Linked DNA regions of Mus musculus: region 1 is linked to region 2. Evidence: chromatin contacts called from public promoter capture Hi-C data. All regions are on one chromosome and are shown on one strand. The core of a region is the stretch at or near the end of the contact, and the rest is flanking DNA. Distances in the headings are between cores, read along the strand shown. Region 1 overlaps Lyn (LYN proto-oncogene, Src family tyrosine kinase). Region 2 overlaps Tgs1 (trimethylguanosine synthase 1).

Region 1 (4,876 bases), core at 2,332-4,831, 160 kb after region 2:
CTGGGATGTGGGAGCTGCTACTGTGGCTGGTTCCTCCTGCCTGTTCTAAGTGGCTCTATGAGAAAGCTCATTGAGGATTTACTTAGTCCCCAAAGCATGGAGCAATGTGCAGTGTGGAGAGTACAAGGGTCTGGTTTGTGCAGTCCTCCCTTCCTCTCTCACTTCCATTCACTTATGCTCTGACTGCGGTGCTGGGGGGAGGGGCAGGGGGTGCAATCCTGTGGGTCTGTTCTGAATACTGGGGTAGCCTAACTACATTCTTGGCCATGTACCACTGAGCTTATGAGGACACAGGAATCAGAATAACTTCTGCTAAGTGTGACAGTCCATCACTGTCTTTGCTGGTTTTGTTTTGGTATGCTGGCAGCATTAATAAATAAAATAAATATTTCAAATTGTCTTCTGGTAATTTTTAAAGTTGTGATTAAGCGAAAGGTATCCCCATTGGCATTTTAGATGGTGTCAGGTTGGACATTATAAAAATAACGGCTTATTTAAGATTTCCTATATAGACACTTGTAAAATAAAGAATGTACAATATTGGTTCTTCATCAGAACTCAGCCAGCCAAGTGCCTTCAAAAGTATCTGTCTGAGCATATGCAGATGACTTCCTTGTCATTCCCTGAACAATACAGGGTTACAACGTGGTACTTACATTGTATTTGATAATATAAGTAATCCAAGTATGATTTAAATAAGGTGTGCACACAAAGTATTACATTATTTTATATAAGGGACTTGGCTTTGGAATTTAAGGAGACGCTGGCATCCATCTGCCATGACTACAGACTATATTGCTTATATTACTCTTTTTCCTTTCTCCTTCTTTTTTTTCTTTTTCTTTCTTTCTCCTTTTCCTTCTTTTTACATTTATTGTTTGTGTATGTTGGAGAATCCAGGATTGAACCTAGGTTATTAAGACTTGGCAGCAAGCTTTCTTACCTAGTGAGGCATCTCTGCAGCCCAGCATGCGTTCCTTAATATTTGTTCTTCCTTTCACCTTAGAGCAGTCTGATGGTCTATGCAGAAGACTGGAGAAGGCATGCATCAGTCCCAAACCTCAGAAGCCATGGGATAAAGATGCCTGGGAGATCCCCCGGGAGTCCATTAAGTTGGTGAAAAAGCTTGGCGCAGGGCAGTTTGGGGAAGTCTGGATGGGTGAGTGTTCAACAGTGTCCCACTCTGGAGGGGATGCTAAAGGGTTCTAGCCTCTGCCAACCACTGAACCAGGCCCTGGGCCACTCAGGAGCATAATTTCTTGCTTTCCTGCCTTGAGCCAAACTCTGTCTGCTTTGATGCTTGCTCAGTGCTGCATCAGATGTGGAACTCAATACTTCCTTTCAGGATAGGAACATGGGTATTTGCCCAAATCCTCTCTCCTCTCACATCCATCTCTCATCCTCACACTCTGGGCAAACACTTGAAGTCTCAACTCAGTGAAAGCTACACTCAGGCTTAGGACCTTTTTGTTTCTATAAATATTTTTTGAGATAATTGGCATTCAATATGATTGTAAGAAAGAACACAGAAGGGGCTGGAGAGATGGAAATATCAGAGGTGAAAGAACACTAAATACTCTTCTAGCAGACCTGGATTAACTCCTAGCACATGGGGCAACTCTCTGCTGTCAGTAACTGCAGTTCCAGGGAATCTGATGCCTTCATTCTGGTCTCCTTGGTACCAGTCATGCAATTATGTATAGATATACATACTGGCCAAACACCCAGACACATAAAATAACATTAAAAAAAAAGGAGAGAAATGCCAGATCAAAGTAAAATAGCAATAAAGTTAAGAAACAAGTTCAATTAACAAAGAGAAAGAGAGGGGGGTGGAAAGGAAGGGAGGAAGGAAGGGAGGAGGGAGGGAGAGAGAAAGAGAGAGAGAGAGAGAGAGGAACAGAAGTGAAGGAATATGCCCCACAAAAGCCTGAACAGGAACACTCATGACTGCATTTCTCATAATAGACAGGAAAATGGTGTAGAATCCCAGCATTTATGAGAATAAAGCAGGAGACCTTTAAATTTGAGGCCAGCCTGGGCTGCATGGCAAAACTGTCTGAAAAAAAACAAAACAAAACAAACAAACAAAAAAAAAAAACAAAAGGAAAGGCAACCCGAATCTTTACCAAAAAAATAATGTATAAGCAACAATTGTTATAGCCATAGAATAAAAACTGGTATTCATGTAATGTAGATGACCCCTCAGAAGGAGCTGGTCACATGGCTGGGGAGGGGTATCATTCCATGTACTCATAGAATGTGAAATGCCCAGAACAGGCAAAGTAGGTTCCTGGCTGCTGAGGGAACTCTTTAAGAATTAATGGAAATCTTTCAAAGTAGTTTATAGTAACAACTTCACAACTATGACTAATTGTATGCCTGAAATGGACAAATAGCATGACATATGAGTTCTGTTTCAACAATGCTAGCTTGTATGTGAAATAAACAATATTGTGAGCTTCCGGGTACCACTTATCCAGTCCTGAATAATATCTCATGAAATTCTTGCAAAATATCACTACTAAAATATTGACATCAATAGTTTCACTCATTCATTCATTCATTCATTCATCTGTGAGACAGTCTTGCTGTCTATCCCTGCCTTGTCCAGAATCCACTACATAGCCCAAGCTGAGCTTGAGCTCATATCAATCCCCCTGCCTAGGACTCCTAGGTGATAGGAGCCAAAATGAAGCCTAGTTGTTTATAAATTATGTTTTCAAGAGAGGGAGGGAGAGAATGAGAGGAAAGGGCAGGGGAGGAAGAACAAGAAAGAGAAAATATGACCTGAATGTGAGTTTGGCATCACCGCAGCACCTGGAAGATTTCATCCTGCTGAACTTTAGCAGGTAGCAAGCACTGGGAGCAAAGCCAAAAGAAGAGTGAGTGGGTGCAGGTGCTGTGAGTGTCAGCCGTCAGAGGTGCCCTGCCTCACCCCTCTGGGCATCTTCACACCTCCATCCACCCATCTGAGCCTGTCTCTCAGTGAGACTATAAAGTTGCCCAGATATCGTTGGTTGGTTTTGTTTTTTTTTTTTTTTAATTGTTTGAATTGTTTACTTGTATGAATGTTTCCTTACATGTATGTCTGTGGAACTTTTGAATGTCTGATACTTAAGAAGGTCAGAAGAGGGCACTGGATTTCCACCCCCACCACCTCAGCAGGACTAACAGATGGTTGTGAGTGCCTGTCAGTGCTGAGTATGGGACCTCTGGAAGAACAACAAGTGCTCTTAACTACTGGGCCATCTCTCCAGCCCCCAGGTTTAGTTTTTCATCCTCAAGGAACATGGGAAGTAGTTTTTCACATGGGTACAAAACAAAATCCAGCCAATTAAAATTATATCATTGTTAAGTGAGTAAATTATAACTTTTGTTAATCATAATGTGTTATTCACAGACTGCCTCTCACATTAGAAGATCTGAAACACAGGGAAGAGATTCTCAGCTGTAACCTGCCCTTTGCAGGAAGAAGGCTGTTGGGATAAAAAGCGAAAGTTGTCTCTGCCTCAAGCTGTTTCCTCTTGTTTGTGTGATATGTGCATCTGCTGTGGGTGCCTTGTTTCCCCTCTGTGTTGTTAATATTCCCAGAGATCTGACTGGACAGGGAGGAGGGAGAGGAAGAGACTTCCTAGAGCTTGGTCTCTGGGAGGCTTTATTTTAAGAAGTGAAAATTTTAAATTGAGTTTTGTTTGATTAACTCTTTGATTTGGGGGGCTGGAGAGATGGCTCAGCAGTTAAGATCACTGACTGCTCTTCCAAAGGTCCTGAGTTCAAATCCCAGCAACCACATAGTGGCTCACAACAATCCGTAACGAGATCTGACACCCTCTCCTGGAGTGTCTGAAGACAGATACAGTGTACTTACTATAATAAATAAATAAATAAATAAATAAATAAATAAATAAATAAATCTGTTTAAAAAAAAAAAAACTTTGGTTGGTTCGTTTTCTGAGACAGGTCTTACTATGTAGGCCTGGCTGTCTTGGAACTCACTATGCAGGCCAGGCTGGCCTTGAACCCAGAACTCCACCTACCTTTGCCTCCTAACCACTGGGATTAAAGGCACACACTACCACTGCCTGGCTGTCTTTTTTTTTTTTAAGAGATTGATTTGTTTTTATTTTTTGTTTATGAGTGCTCACTGTGTGCATGTATGTTCACTATGCATATGCCAGAAAAGAGCTTCTAGCCCATGGAATTGGAGTTACAGATGGTTGTGATCTGCCATGTGGGTGCTGAGAACAGACCCTATGGCTCTAGGAGAGCAGTCAGGGTCCTGACCCCCTAAATCATCTCTCAAGCTGATACATTCTTATTTAGAGGCAATTTAGTGAAAACTAGTCATCAGCCAACTTCCCAAATCAATTAAGTTTTTCTGAGGTAACTCTCCATCCCTTGGTATATGTATACCTTTTAGCAAGCCAGGAATTGCTAGAATTGAAACTTTCTCAAGTTAATGTTTTCTTTTGTTGTGACAAAGTGTCACTCCACAGAAGTTCTTTATTATCCTGCCTTTTTTTTAATCTATCTAGAGCAACAATACAAATGCCTGTGACTCTAATGGAACCTTCAAATGACTGGCTTTTGGTGGGGTCTGCTGGTGTTCTGGAGCTGCAGACACAGCTGTTAAGTCATGGCTGAATCCAAATTCCTTATCAGCATTTTCAATGCCTTTAGCAGCTGCAGTATTTCCTGGCAACTTTTGCTCTGCCTCTGGAAAGCATATTTTTCATCATTTCAAAGGATGTAACAGTTTCCTGGCTCCATTGTTCTCGGGTTGATGAGTGGGAGTGACTTTGTTTCTTTAACTTTGATTCTAGAGGATGTAACAAGTCCACAGAAAAGCTATGGCAAGGATAGTAAAAAGTAA
Region 2 (4,311 bases), core at 1,782-4,281:
CTAGCTGTCCTAGAATTCTCTCTGTAGACCAGGCTGTCCACAGACTCAGATTTGCCTTCACATTTGCTTTTAAATTGTCATAAAGACTAAACCATAACCTTTTCTGCAGGTAGCATGTGATTTTATCATTTTCAAAATTTATTAGGATTAAGTGATAGCAATAACTAACAAGTAGTAGTAAAAAGTTATTTGAGGATTTGGGGGGAGGGATGTTAGTTTGGGAGTTTTTTGATATTTTTTTCCCCTATACGAGAAATTTTTTAACAGGTGAATCATCTCTTTTGGTCTGATTTAGATATGGTGGAATTCCAAATTTCAGCCATCGACAGGTCAGGTATCTAGAGAAGAATGTGAAATACAAATCAAAGTACCTGGATCTGCGCAAGCAGATGCCTGTGAAGAGCAAGCACATCCTGTTCACCGAGGACTCAGGGAAACCTTTTGTCGTGTGTAAGAGTAAAGTACGGAGTAAGGTGTGTAAGTACAGAGTAAGGTGTGCAAGAGTTTAAAGTACGGAGTAAGGTGTGTAAGTACGGAGTAAGGTGTGTAAGAGTAAAGTACAGAGTAGGTAAAGTAAGGAGTAAGGCCTTCAGTTGAGACACAATTATGGTTTATAGCTTGGCTCTTTAAAGTTGTGTTCAAATGAAAAGTTCCACCCTGCAAGATTGAAGGATACAGCAAATAAATTACCACTAGCTTTACAAAGTTATATATTATGAAAACTGGATTTGAGGAATAGGGAAAGAAGTTGAGGTAATATGAAAAAAAGGGGTGTTTGAAAACTAAAATGTTTGGGCATCTAAGAAGATAAGTCAGTTAGATTGATTTGCCCGTGTAGTACATAGAAGGACAGGGGCAATTTTCTTACCTGTTTTACACAAAGTAGGATCCCAGTACAGATTCTGCTGTGGTTTTAACTGGAAGCCTGGATTCTGAGCTCATCCAAAGACTGATCATACTTTGAAGTAATAGGCTTGACCCAGAATGTAAAATACAAGCCTACTTTATAGAGTCACACTGTAACCTGATCCCTCTTAGTCTTTGCTATAAGGAAATAGAAAATAAGTGAATTAGAACATCATGTGATTGGGTGAGTTATCCTTCTACTGGGGATGGGGCATTTCTGATGATCAGAGCCTTCTTATCGTTGGTGTTGCCACCAGCTCCCTTAAAGGCAGGAGGCACAATCTCCGGCGTCTGACTTTATTGTATCTTCACTTGCTTCTGACTGCAGCATTCTAGCAAAGCATGCTACAAATTAGTAGTTTATTTTTCAGTGTGTGTGTGTGTGTGTGTGTGTGTGTGTGTGTGTGTGTGTGTGTTTCAGTGTTTCAGACTGGTCAAGGCTAGTTATAGTTTAATGACTATTTTAGTGACCTTTTTTATATCTGAAGTAGACTGCCTAGTGTCAGTCTCTCAAGACTTTGGAATGTTTTCAGAGTAATAATTTCCATACGTTTCACCTACAAAGGAATATAGAAACATCTGTATATAGTGGCCGCTATGACCTTAGTTCTCTTGGGTACAGATAGGTGGCACTTTCTCCTCAGTGTGAGGTTTTATCATTTCTCTGCCTTTCTCTGAAAGTTATTCTCAAGATCATAAAGATCTGACAGAGAAGATTCATTGTACAGCAAGTGCAAAGAAGTAACTCATCCAAACTTGGGCTGCTATTATATCTTAGCATCTAAAGACTTAGATCTACCAGCTCTGCTATTCTTACTTATTCTTTCTGAGAGAGCTCTAATTTGGGTTGTGTTTTGTTTTTAGATTTACTTATGTGTTTGTTGTGTATGTGTGTATGCCTGATACCTGTGTAGTCTACAAGACATCAGATCTCCTGGGACAGAACAGTTGTGAGGTGCCATGTAAGTGCTGGGTACAGAACCCAGGTTCTGTCTGCTGAGCTGTCTCTGCAGCTCTCATGTATCTTTCCTGCACCTTCTGATTTTATTTTAAAGACAATTGGCATTCTGTTGATGCCATGTAACTTCTTTTAAAAGAATTCTTAATAAGATCATAGGTTGCTCCCCTAAATTCCAGATAGCCCATAATTGTAGCTTGTTTGATACATTGTACTTCATGCTAATAATTTTGATAGCTTGTTAATCAAGTCACAAATGGTAAAAGGTGAGAAAATTCTATTTTCTTTATAGTTAATTTGTGTTTGTTATGGTATCTTAAAATTTCAGGTAGAAAAATTCCTAAAATGGGTTAATGAACGAGTAGATGAGGAGACATCACAGGATTCTCTTTCTCAAAACAAAATGCAAGACACTTGCACAAGCAGTGACTCAGAGGAACAAGACATGTCCTTGGAGAAAGCTGACAACCTGATGGAGACCAGAGATCCAGAACCTGAAAAATGTCAGATCATCTCTTCAGCCACTGAACTTGAAGCAGAAAAGAGTGAAGTAGGCTCCTTAGTAGCAACTGTTCCAGAGAACTGTTCAACTGAAGAAATACCAAACTCTCCCCATGCAGAAACAGAAGGTAAGAATGCATGTGCTTGGGGGCTGGAGAGATGGCTCACTGACTGACTGCTCTTCCGAAGGTCCTGAGTTCAAATCCCAGAAACCACGTGGTGGCTCACAACCATCCATAATGAGATCTGACTCCCTCTTCTGGAGAGTCTGAAGGCAGCTACAGTGTACTTACATATAATAAATAAATAAATAATAAATAAATAAATAAATAAATAAATAAATCGATCAATCAATCAATCAATCAATCAATCTTTAAGGCGGGGGGTGGTGATGGCACATGTCTTTAATTCCAGCACTTGGGAGGCAGAGGCAGGCAGATTTCTGGAGGCCAGCCTGGTCTACAGAGTGAGTTCCAGGACAGCCAGGGCTACACAGAGAGACCCTGTCTTGGAAAAAAACAAACAAACAAAACAAAAATGCATGTGCTTCCCCTTGTATGTCCTTGGTTCCCATTTCCGTAGCACGGATGCCTCTGGATAGTGGGAATGAGCTTATGGCTGTGATCCACCGCTGTGACTGTTCCTCCCTTCACCATGCTGGTTCAAATCAAGATAAACATTATCTGTGTGGACTTTGATCTCTGCTGCCACTCTGTTCCTGGCTGACAGGGCCATATCCCTCTTGAAATTGGTGAAGCACACATTTTCTTCTTGATAATTGTTTTATGTAATGGTTTGAAGGATTTTGATAGAATATCAACAAAATATATTTGTAGTAGTTGGCACTAATAAATACAAAAACTAGTATTTTTAGTGGCCAAATTTCTTTTATTAATAAAGATGAAAGTATTTGATAGAACATCACAGATAAACATTTTTACTTAGTTCATTTTGTGAACTGCTTCATGTTTGTCCTTCTGAAGCAACTATCTATTATGGTCCTTTCCTTTTATGGTTAATAAGAGTAGCCTAGTCTCTTAGTTATGGTTACTGTTTCATTATGAAACATAACTAAAAGGTAGACTAGGGACAAAAGGTTTTATTTATTTGCCTGAATCACGGTCCTTTGAGGGAAGCTGAGGCAGGAACGAGGTAAAAGAGTGCAGAGACCATGAAGGAGTGTTGTTTACTGGATGGCACAGCATGCTTTCTTATAGCATCCAGAACCATGGGGTGGGTCCTCCCACATCACTTACTAAGAAAATAACCCACATACAGGCTTGCCTACATCCTCATCTTATGCAGACACTTTTTCAGGTGACACTCTGTCGGGTGACTCCAGCTTATGTCAATTTGACGCAAAACTATCCGGCATGCTTGGTTTGATTCCTTTACTTTGTGTAGGCACACATGTACCTAAGTCTGTTACCTATCTTCTGCCTTTTTACATAGTAGACTTTGAGTGTTTTTGTGATTGTTCATTACCAGTGTTCTGACAGCTGACATTCATGTGCTACTTGGGTGCTGAGGTGGGTGAAAACAGTACTTTTCTTGCAACACTTAAGGCTATTTGTGATAAGCTGATGGGCAGATTAGGACATTCTCCTATCCTTAAAAACATTTAAGTGTAATAGAGCTCTATTTGTCAACTGTAGCCTTGTTTATATTCTGTACCAATTCTCTTCATGTATTAGCATTGCTGAATGGCTGCTTCTAATCTTCTGGAGACTGAAACCCTAATAATCAATTAATAATGGATTTTTTAAAAATAATTATTGACTGGAACTTGACCATACTCCTGAGACACCTTGTGTTCTCTAGAGTTTATATGGCCAGGGTTAGAACTTAATGGCCCTTGGAAAAATGTTGTCTTGAAATGAAATGTGACCCTGCTGGCAAACCTCAGTTTCTCAGGGGTCTAAAAGCAGGAAGACCACAAGTTCAGC

Evidence for each region. Capture Hi-C pulls out chosen DNA fragments and counts their contacts.
Region 1: a promoter capture Hi-C map of liver shows a contact between it and region 2. The contact joins two enhancer-like sites. A contact is called at or near these places in 2 of 9 other capture datasets (adipose tissue and liver).

The regions. Positions count from the first base shown.
Region 1 is chr4:3,747,655-3,752,530 of GRCm38.p6, forward strand. Lyn (LYN proto-oncogene, Src family tyrosine kinase) reads left to right here. Exons shown (of 13, transcript NM_001111096.1): 8 at 1,007-1,159. Among named protein-coding and RNA genes, the nearest start is that of 6330407A03Rik, 35 kb to the left of the region's middle. Within about 2 kb of position 3,582, at least 7 of the 459 cell types and tissues checked have an H3K27ac peak or open chromatin away from gene starts, as enhancers often do. A contact at or near this core is called in liver, where this site is marked.
Region 2 is chr4:3,593,165-3,597,475 of GRCm38.p6, forward strand. Tgs1 (trimethylguanosine synthase 1) reads left to right here. Exons shown (of 13, transcript NM_054089.4): 7 at 296-473; 8 at 2,193-2,493. Among named protein-coding and RNA genes, the nearest start is that of Tgs1, 20 kb to the left of the region's middle. Within about 2 kb of position 3,032, at least 4 of the 459 cell types and tissues checked have an H3K27ac peak or open chromatin away from gene starts, as enhancers often do. A contact at or near this core is called in liver, where this site is marked.